Regions from separate parts of the Mus musculus genome. Here region 1 is linked to region 2. The links are chromatin contacts, called in public promoter capture Hi-C maps. All regions are on one chromosome and are shown on one strand. Each heading gives the region's core, a stretch centred on a gene start, on an enhancer-like site or on the middle of the called end of the contact. The rest is flanking DNA. Distances are from core to core; before and after follow the strand shown.

Region 1 (4,978 bases), core at 2,316-4,815, 2.2 Mb before region 2:
TTTCTAAGAACTAGGTACCTAGAGGAGCGGTGTCACACAGCTGTGCTGGGTGCACAGGAAACACACCAGCACAGCCTGGTGGTCAGCACCTGTAACTCCAGCCACTCAGGAGGCTATGTGGGGGTGACCAATGCAGCCCAGGAATTCAAGATCAATCCAGGCAACACAGCAAGCAAGGCCAAACAAGCCTATCACTCCTGGCTGACCGCTAATTGTACTGAGATTAAGGTTAGTCACGAATGAGCTTCCAAATATACAAAGAAAGCAGGTCATGACAGAGAAGCAGAGCTTTCCAGCCAGGCTGACCCAGAGAAGTCCCTCACTGTATTGCATGGCCCGGGTCCCAGTTCCTAGCCCATAATAAGCCATGTATAAGAAAACGTCTACCACTACTGCCCAGAGAGATTGCAATTTTGTCCTGCTTGAATTTGGTGAAGTCCCTAAAACTCTAGAAACACACACACACACACACACACACACACACACACACACACACAGAATAATGAAATTACAGAAAATAAGGAGAGTGGGAAGAATTTCTCTGCCCTCCCTAGGTGTGTGTGGTGGCACTGAGGTGGTACAGGATGCCTGTAGGTATCAGAACCTCCAGTGCTTAAGTTCCTTATATAACATGTCACCTGCATAAGGGCAAGGCAGGCCTTTTAGTTGTGACACTGCCCAACACAGGCCTGTGTTATAGAAATGGCCATGGGTTATTCAGCTAATATGGCAAGTGCAGGGGTCTGTGGATATTCAACAGATACAGCTGTTTCCGCTGAATATTTTCAGTTCTGGGACCAGTCGGCTTTACAGATGAGGAACCCGCAGATACGGAGGGCGCCTGGATAGGCACTCCTTACCATGGTGCTTACTTAAATGTCTCCAGTGAAAACACAAACGTTTGAAGAATTTGGGCATTGTGCACAGCTCCTGTCTCATTAGCTGTGCAAATCAGTGGGGTGCAACCACCAAGTACAGCAGGGTGGGTGTCACACCCGGTCAACACACCCAGTACTAATCTGAAGGAGTCCCCCTCTACGGACAGACACCTCCAGTTCTCAGGGACAGGAGCAGAGGAGTTGCTCTGTTTGAGCGCCCTCTGCTGGCAGGGAAGAGCTTGGACACCGTGAACAGCCAGAGAGAATAGTCAGAAGGACCAAACAAGAAAAATAACAAAATAAAAAAGTATAAAAGGAAGCCTTTTGATCCAAAAGTCACAGATTCAGACCCCTAGAGAGCAGGGAAGAGAAATAGAAAAAGAATAAGAGATCAATCCAAGAGTATCAAAGTTTAAACATACTCACAGGGCAAACTTCTGAACGAAATTTACAAAATGGTAAGATTAGAGCCAGTGAGATGGCTCAGCAGGTGAAGGTGCTTGCCACCAGGCCTGACAACCAGAGTTCAGTCCCTGGGACCCACATGGTGGAAGGAGAGAACTGACTGAATCCAAGTTGTCCTCTGACTTCCACAAGTACACTGTGACAAGCAGACAGACAGACAGACAGGCAGTCAGACAGACAGACAGACAGTCAGACAGACAGACAGACAGACATCAGTTTAAAACTCTTAAAAGTCTAGAAGAAAATATTTGGTTGGGCATGAACTGCATGGAGGTCCCCCTGGGGAAAATGAAGCGTGAGCAGAAGCAGCTAACAGCAACCTTGCTGCAGTGCTCTGCTTCTCCACTAGAGGGCCCTAAGGCCCATGCAAACAAAAGACTGCACACCTGCCTACCGGCAGTGACCATTTGGCCTCACAATCCTCACCGCACATGCACCCTGGCCAGGGTGTGCAATGGGGATCAAGTCAGTCCCTAGCGTGGCTCAGCCTAGCAGTCGGCATCCAGCAGACATCGGCACCAGTCGGGGATATCCTGGCCCATCAGCAGGGACCTCCATGAAGGTGACTGAAGATTCACTGGGAATGTTCAAGTGTCTAATGAGAATACTGTCACTGGTGCCTCATTCAGGCACTAAACACTACCATTCAGAAGCATCCTACTGCCCGGAGAGATTGGCCTTAAACACAGGCCTGTGAGCACCTGCTCAACAGTCAGGTACTAAGCATCCCTCTGGCACAGCACACAAACTGATGCCCACTTGACTGAGACAGGGAGATTCTAACACGAGGCGGGTGGGCTGAGTTTCTGGGATGGATGGGTTGCCTCTTAGCTGCCCACTATGTAGAATAAGGAGAGCACATCTGCACTTTATCTTCTTGACTTTATAGAACATTCCGGTGGGAATGTACGGGAACCCAAACTCAGGGTTCGAATCCCAGTTTCTCCTCTTCGCAGATGTGTGACCTTGGGAGAGCAAAATACCATCCACCTCAGAGTATGAACGGAGCGCTGTAAGACCCTTTATCCTAGGGTACCTTCAGAGGTTTTGCTTACTACCAAAAATATTAAGAGAACATTTCTAGAAATAAAGAATTTGTAGGTTTTGTGCTCAGTTCTGAGCAGCATGGTGGACCGATTCAGTTAACACTACACTGTCCCTCCTAGAACATGCAGCACTCCTCGGCATAGGGATCTATGCTGCAGATGCTGCCCATCAGCTAGTCACCCTCTCAACAGTTGTTAGGGTGGCTGAGCTGTTGGCCAAGCAACGCTTAGTCTACTTAATAATGGCACAAGTATAGTGATGGTGACAATTGTATCACAGTATATGATTACACCTGCCCTACCTTAGGGGTGTTCATCTTTTACTGTGTCTAGTTCACAAGTTAAGCTCTACCATAGGTATGTATATTAGGAAAACAATCTATATGTCTGGATATCATTCCAGGATTCAGACACTCTTTGGGAACATGTTTGTAACTCCCTGCAATAAGGGGAGATCACTATACCCTTCTATAGTATATTTTCCTTACAGGGCACTTGGCCTGACTCCAGGCTCTTCTGTACTACTTTACAGTCGTGGTTCTTAAGCTACCATAGTACCAGCATGAGGCCAGCCAGCGTCAGGAAGCAGAGCAAGCTCATCTAGATATCTGGGTCAGGTTGGAATGGCTGCGTCTCTAAGTGGTCTCCGTGGCGAAGAAGCAGTTTGAAAACCTGAGTTTTAAAAGATTTATAGAAAGGATCTGGTAGACTGAGGGATCTTCTCAAGTCTGAACAACCTCTAGCTTGACAACCTGGAGCGCAGGGACAGCTCGCTGAGCCTGCCTTAGGGTGGTCAAGGATGATCTCGGGGTGCTGAAGGAGTTAACCATAACCCCTAGAGTCAGGCGCTCTGGGGTTCATCACAGGCAGAGGGAGAGAGATCAGCGGGGCGGGTCCCTGCAGACCTTTGGAGCGAGGATGCCACAAACTGACCCGCCCAGTGTGCCTAAGACAGATCCTGTGCCCCACGCCCCATCCCGAGGGCCATTGACGCTCCGCTTTCCCTTGGCTTCCCCGGCTCCCAGTCCAGCTCCTGCCCGCGCTTACCGGTCCTCTCCCGGCCGGCGGCGAAAGCGAGGCGGCCAGGCGCGCGCTGGACACTGTGGAGGCCTGCGGCGGGAGGAAGCGAGAAGGGCAGCAGGCGGGCCAGCCCCGCCCTGCCTAGGCGTCCAGACAGAGGGGCGGGGCCACAGGAGGGGAGGGTTGCTGGGCGAGTGTTGTGGGCGGGGCCAATCCACAGAGGTGGCGCTTGAAAAACCCAATTTTTAAAGCCTTTTAGTCAGGACAGCTCTCTGATCGAGCAGTGGGGTGTGCAGGGATGCTCCCTGGGTGCCGAAGGACCCAATGACACGCCTCAGAGGCGGTGCCGCTTGGGGTGGGGCCAAGAAAGAAGAAGCTAGACCCCGGAACAGGACCATGAGTAGGGCGGGGTCACGGGCGGGGCCACGGGCGGGGGCGGGGCTGGGCGACGGAGTAGCCTCCAGTAGCACACTGCAAGGGCCAGCTTCCCTTAGGATACACATTTGCCTGTTCAGTTTTCAATCTGACATTTCTGAATATTTCACCTTTGAACACTTGTGTATGTGTCATGAAAGTTCTTCTGTCCTTCAACATGTGTGATCCTCTCACTCTTATCAAGATACAGCCTTGGAAGACTCAGCCAGCAGTGGTGAGCCTCAGTGGACACCAGCTCCTACAATCTATCCCGTGCCCCCACTTATGGCTCTTGGCTGATTCAAGAATCCTGAGCCCTGGCTGGATTCTAAGCTGCCAACTGCACCTGCAGAAACCGGATGTGCAAGACCTGTAAGACAGTAGTTTTGAAGAATACAACACAAAAAAAGTATGACAGGGCAAGGCCCGGGGAGATGCAAGCCCAGTTCCTGGATTCTGTCCCCAGCAAATGAAAAACAAAACAAAAACAGATGACAGTGTTCCACATGTTAGGAGAATTTACAGACTGGATGGCTTACATTGTCAAAATATAGTGCTGAATTCCAAGCTCCCAAAGTGATTGCATTTGTCAATCCAGCTTATGTAAGAGGTAGCAATGAACAAGTGAAGTCACAGGGTGCAGTCACAATGCGACTGGAGTCCTCTCAGGAAGAGACCCTGCCAGCTCATTCTCCCTGTGTGCATGCAGGTGAGACATAGAAAGACAGTAGGAGGGAGGCGTCACCAGGAATAGCCATCCATGAACCTTGAACTCCATGTTGATATGCTTTCATTTATTGTAACAAAATCAACTTATACAAAGAAAAGGGTTTATTTTAGCCCATACTTTTGAAGGTTTCATAAAGGTTTAACGAGTTTGATTCCCAGACTGAGGCACTGTGGGCAGGTGGGGGGTAGCAGAATCTTAGGTCTGACTAGAACAGGGAAAAGCAATAACTGGTGTCACAGTCTTGAAGAGAACCCTGGACCTCAGCCCCTGATCCCTCCATCACAAACCCTTTGATTAAAGGCTGACCCAGAAAGCCCTGTGACAGTGAAAAGGAGAGGCAGAAAAGACAACAGGAGGTTCACTACCAACATGGCAACACGTGAGTTCTGGGAAACTCAGAGATAGCCGACTAGAAAGAGCAGAGA
Region 2 (5,457 bases), core at 2,755-5,254:
CTGTGTATGTTTTTTTCCCACCAAAGATGGTTTTGCCTCTGAGACAATAAGTTGGAAATCCCTCCTTCTCCCCATTCCATCCTTAAACCTGTCTGCCAGCCCTTTCCACTCTCCTCTGTCTCAGGTTGTCACAGATTGTCACAACCATACCTTCGAGTACTATTCCAGTTTAGGGGAGGTGCCACCACCAACAGGAGCCCCCTCACACCCTTGGCTCATTCCCCCTCCATGTCTGTACCCAACCCTTATAAATACCAGGTTCTGCCCCTCTCCCTTCTTCCTGTCCTGCTGCAAGCACAAACTGATTACCCTGAGGCCCAGAGTTGTTCCAAAGATGGGTCATTTCTTCAAAAGTCAACCCAGGAGGGGCTGGAGAGATGGCTCAGTGACTAAGAACCCTTGTTGCTCTTGTGGAGGACCTGGGTTTGGTTCCCACACCCGCATGGTGGCTCACAACCATCCATAACTTCTGCTCCAGGGAAACTGATGCCTTCTGACTTCTGTGGACACCAAGAATGCACATGCTGCAGATATACATGCAGGTAAATCAGTCACAGGTATATAATAAAGTATATCTAAAAACATCTTAACAATCAAAACACGAAGTTCATTATTGAGTCTGAGGTCAATATTACATTAAAGCTTTAAAACCTTAAGCTTGTTGTGCTCTCCGTGTGTAATAGGGGAGCACTCTGCCACTGGTGGCATACAGCCCTAGCTCTTGGTTTTTTGAGACAAGGTGGATAGGATAGGTAACTCAAGTTGACCTCAGACTGTCAACCTGCTCCTGCTTCTTGGGTGCTGGAGTTCCAGGCATGTGCTGCCACCTCTTGGGTGCAGGGGTTGTCACCTCTTGGGTGCTGGGGCTGTCACCTCTTGTGTGCTGGGGTTCTAGGCATGTGCTGTCACCTCTTGGGTGCTGGGGTTCCAGGCATGTGCTGTCATCTCTTGGGTGCAAGGGCTGTCACCTCTTGGGTGCTGGGGCTGTCACCTCTTGGGTGCAGGGGATGTCACCTCTTGGGTGTTGGGAACCCTCTTGGGTTCTGGGGCTGTGGGACTGTCACCTCTTGGGTGTGTGATTGTCACCTCTTGGGTGCTGGGGCTGTGAGGCTGTCATCTCTTGGGTGCTGAGGTTCCAGGCATGTGCTGTCACCTCTTGGGTGCTGGGCCCCAGGCATGTGCTCTCAGGCCCAGCTCCTTTCACTTCAAGTTTAATACACCTCACCTGAAATGCCTGGAACCAGCAGGCAGCATTAGAGATGTCAGGTTTTCCCCCTCGTGTTTTAGAATGTGTGCACACAGGTAATGTGATCACTCAGAGGTGGGACTGAAGTCTGAACACGGAGTGCATTGTTTCCCAAGCCCTTTGTGTGTGGAGCCTCAGGCTCATTTTCCATGCTAGCTTCATGTTCTCATATTTTGACTCTTGCCTGTCACATGAAGTCAGGTGTGGAATTTTCTACTTGTGGTATCATGTCAGAGCTCAGAAAGCTTCAGATTTTGTTGTATTTTGGACTTTTAGGTTAAAGATGCTTGGTTTTTACTGCTTGCCAGGATTTTATGTCGGTCAGAGGTGAGCAGTGAAGTTTACTGAAGCCAGGTCCCATTCAGAACATTTTGTTACTGGAATGTCCTCTAAAACTCTTGTGATCTGTCTGCTAGTTCCCTCCTAACGATGCCCGCTGCTTTATCAGTGGGTTTTAAACAAACAAACAAACAAACAGACAGACAGACAAACAGACAAACAGAGGATAGTGTCTTCTTGTTTCCTGTTTGGAAGATGTAAAATTGAGATACAAATTTTGGGAGCACTAATTCATATGAGGACCCACTCTTGCGACCCATTTGGTTTTAAGGACCCATCTCCAAATGCTATCACATGCATATGGGGTGGGTATCAAAGCCTCAGCACACGAACCTTTGGAGAATGCAATTCAGTCCACAGCAGGGACTCAGAGTGTAGAGTCTTGATCTGTGGAGCCTTTGGGGCTACTTCCTGCCAGCATGCATTCCTGGCTCATCCCAGAGGCAAACTGCCCAGTAGGAGTCAGTGAGCTTTAAGCTTGGAAACTGCCGCCATCTTCATGAGACCATCTGTGCCAAAGTTCCAGAGTTCATCATGGTCAGGCCTGTGGACCGATGACATTCCCTCCTAGGAGGAAGACCTCAGCTGGGTCACTGGATCCTCACCTGAGTGTCTGGCCCCTCCTCCTAGCCATGGTATTCAATCCAGCCCTAATTGTACGTTGGCCTCAGGACGTCAGGGAGGAGGTAGAGTATATAGGTTAGTGTAGATTAGGAGGAAGAAAGAGGGGAAGCCATAGTTTATGCTATGAGAAAACTTTCCAGTGCAGCTGCTCTGTGGTCGTCAACACTCCTTACCTCTCACCCATGTTTATAAGTAAGCCGGATAAACTCAATCCTAAGAAGAATTGTTGTCGTACTGCCTTTTTGGTTTGTCCTTGGAACCTTAGGAAGAGTGGGTAGATGTCATTTGCTACTCCCCTCAGGAGGGAATTTTTTATCAACAAAGGCTAAAATATTTGTCAGCACTCTGAAGTCAGGCTTTATGTTAGGCTGCATCATTGTGATGAAACAGCTACACAGACAAAGAGAGAAAGAGACTTTAGTTTGACTTCATGGTTTTAGAGATTTCAGTGCATGGTCTCTTGGGCTTGATCCCCCTAGCCTGTGGCAGCACAGCAGTATATTGTCCTGGTGACAGCAGAACGGAGCAGCCTGACTGAACTACTCATTTCATGGTGGACAGGAAGCGACTACTGCCTTCTGCTAAGCTTCATCTCATAAGACAGACCACCAGCTGGGGCCCAAGCATTTAGCACACAAGCCCGTGTAAACCAATTCACTTGCAAACCGCAACCCCTCCTGCCCTAGAAAAAGGAAGGCTGGGAATGTTGGGCCAGCAAGCCCCACCCCCTTTACATGAGAGCAGTGCCATTCAGCTCTCCAGTGCCATTCCTCCCCTGTGAGGCCCCAAGTCCCTTCTTTTCCTAGGCTTTTATCCTTTGCCAGAGCAACCACTTAGGCTTGTGACCTCTTTCATGGTTCTAGGCACCTTTCAATGCCTGAAGGGGGTTACAGAGGCTGGTTGGTATAGCACTCACGACACATTCAAGTTCATACACAACAGTTAAGTTGCAGCTCCTCATGGCAGCCTAGACTTCAAAGTGAGGTTTTTGTCCCGTCCCCACCCCCACCTCCCCTCCCCTGAATCAACGAGGACCTCTTCCTCTTTTCACAGTGCTTCCAGGTTTCTGATGGTCAATTCTCAGTCTGCACTGGACGTCTAGTGACAGTCCTTGAGGGTATCTTCCTCACTAGGCTCCCCGCCTTCCCATCTCTGTCCTTTCCAGATAGTCTGGCTTGGCAACTGGTCTTGGGTTTTACTTACTCCTGTTTTCACAGCAAATAATGTCGATCACCACATCCCAGTAAAGTGTATACAGTCTGCACTTAATAAAGGCTGACAGCCGGGCGGTGGTGGCGCACTTGGGAGGCAGAGACAGGCGGATTTCTGAGTTCAAGGCCAGCCTGGTCTACAAAGTGAGTTCCAGGACAGCCAAGACTATACAGAGAAACCCTGTCTTGAAAAAAACAAAAAACAAACAAACAAACAAACAAAAAAATAAAGGCTGACAGAAATGAATGGACGGATGGATGAGTGTGTATGGAGGGATAGAGGAAGGGATGTGTGGATGGACTGGGTGAGTGGAATGATGAAAGGAGGGAGGGAAGGAAGAATGGATGGATAGATGGTGAGATGGATGGATGGATGCATGGATGGATGAATGGATGGAAGGAGGAATCCCTAATCTCAGACTGGCGAGACTTTGTGGCGTGGGGAGCCGGATGACAGCAAACCCAGGTAGCAGGCCGGCTCTTGTCCCGCCCTGTGTGCGCTCTGCCATAGGGCTGTGGGCGCCCGAGGGCGGAAGCTTCCGTGCCGGAACCGGTGCGCTCAGCGCGGGTTGCGGGGGGGTGCGGCTTAGCAGGCGGACCGCGGGGCTGGCGCTCAGGCGACGGCGTGAGAGGCAGCGGCGGGATGGCCGGCCGGCGGGTAAATGTGAATGTGGGCGTGCTGGGTCACATCGACAGTGGCAAAACAGCGCTGGCGCGCGCGCTGAGCACCACGGCCTCCACTGCTGCCTTCGACAAGCAGCCGCAGAGCCGCGAGCGCGGCATAACGCTCGACCTGGGCTTCTCCTGTTTTGTCGTGCCGCTGCCGGGGGCAGAACCCGGTTCTAGCGACACGCTGCTGCAGGTCACACTGGTCGACTGCCCCGGGCACGCCTCCCTCATCCGGACCATCATTGGCGGTGAGCGCGGGCCGGGGCGGGAGCCGGGCTCGGGGTCCGAGCTCGCGGGATGGATGGCGGCCTGACAGCCTAGGCCTGGCCACCAGCCCGGAAGGCTTGTGGTCTCGAACTCACAGCCCGCAGACGCGGACACAGTTCTCACCTTCACTGCCGTGCACCGAGATGCTTTCCTAGAAAAATGATCCAAAGAAACAAACCCTGCAAAAAGGGTGTATACAAGTTTCAAAAAAAAAAAAAAAAAAAGTCACCACGTACCTGTCCTTTGGTCTCCTGGTTCTCTGTCCCAAACACTGCTCTCAGTTTCCTGTGTGTATGGATGGTTTCAGGAAACATACACAGAAACGCAGACAAGGTGCAGAAATGAAAGATCCTGTTTTTTTCCTTCTGTTGTACTACTTGTGGTCGGTTGGGGTAGTGGGTAGAGCCTAGTGCCTTGATAAGAGGCAAGTGCTCTAGGCTCTCTCAGGATCTCATCCCCCAGTCCCCTTTATACACAAACCATCACTGTCTGGAGACTATATCTACACATAAAGTTCCTTTGTACTTTTATACCAACATTTTCTTGACTGACCCTCGTGACTTTCCCAGAGTTGGCTGCTATTCATAATGCAGTGAATAACTCTAGCCCAGAAGGTTTTGGGATGTGCACTAGTGTAACAGGATAAGTTATGTGTGAACTAGCTAAGGCAAAGGGCCTGCGTGTTTTCAGTCATGATGGGCACTGCTAAAATCTGCTTCTAGGATCTGTACCACTTAATTAGTCTTTAATTACAGGCCACTTAGGAATAGGCCATTATAAATAAAAGGTCTTGTAACCTCCCTTCCTTGCTCAGCGTGACCCCTCCCATTCGTCTACAGGAAACTGTTGCTATGTCTTTTTAAATTCCTTTTGCAAACCCATTTAACTACACTTAAATCTAAGAACAGAACCCCATAACCTGTTTGTAAGCACCCAGCACAAAAGGAGGTGTGGCTGAGTCTACCTGCTGTAGCTCCAGTGACCCATTTCCTGCTTCTCCGCTTGCCCTGGGTTTCTTTCCAGCAGTGTGCTGTAAGCCTGGAAGCATGTATATGGGGCAGGTGGGTCATTCCAGCTGTGTGGCCTCCCTTTCTCTGTGCT

What was found. Promoter capture Hi-C pulls out the DNA fragments that hold promoters and counts their contacts.
Region 1: a promoter capture Hi-C map of pre-B cells shows a contact between it and region 2, with 5 times the contacts expected there. The contact joins the promoter of Slc41a3 here to the promoter of Eefsec in region 2. A contact is called at or near these places in 4 of 39 promoter capture datasets (hippocampal neurons, liver and pre-B cells).

What each region holds. Positions count from the first base shown.
Region 1 is chr6:90,603,467-90,608,444 of GRCm38.p6, reverse strand. It overlaps Slc41a3 (solute carrier family 41, member 3), which reads right to left and starts at 3,565. Exons shown (of 11, transcript NM_027868.2): 1 at 3,437-3,565.
Region 2 is chr6:88,445,086-88,450,542 of GRCm38.p6, reverse strand. Eefsec (eukaryotic elongation factor, selenocysteine-tRNA-specific) reads left to right here and starts at 4,004. Exons shown (of 7, transcript NM_023060.3): 1 at 4,004-4,337. The coding sequence starts at 4,064.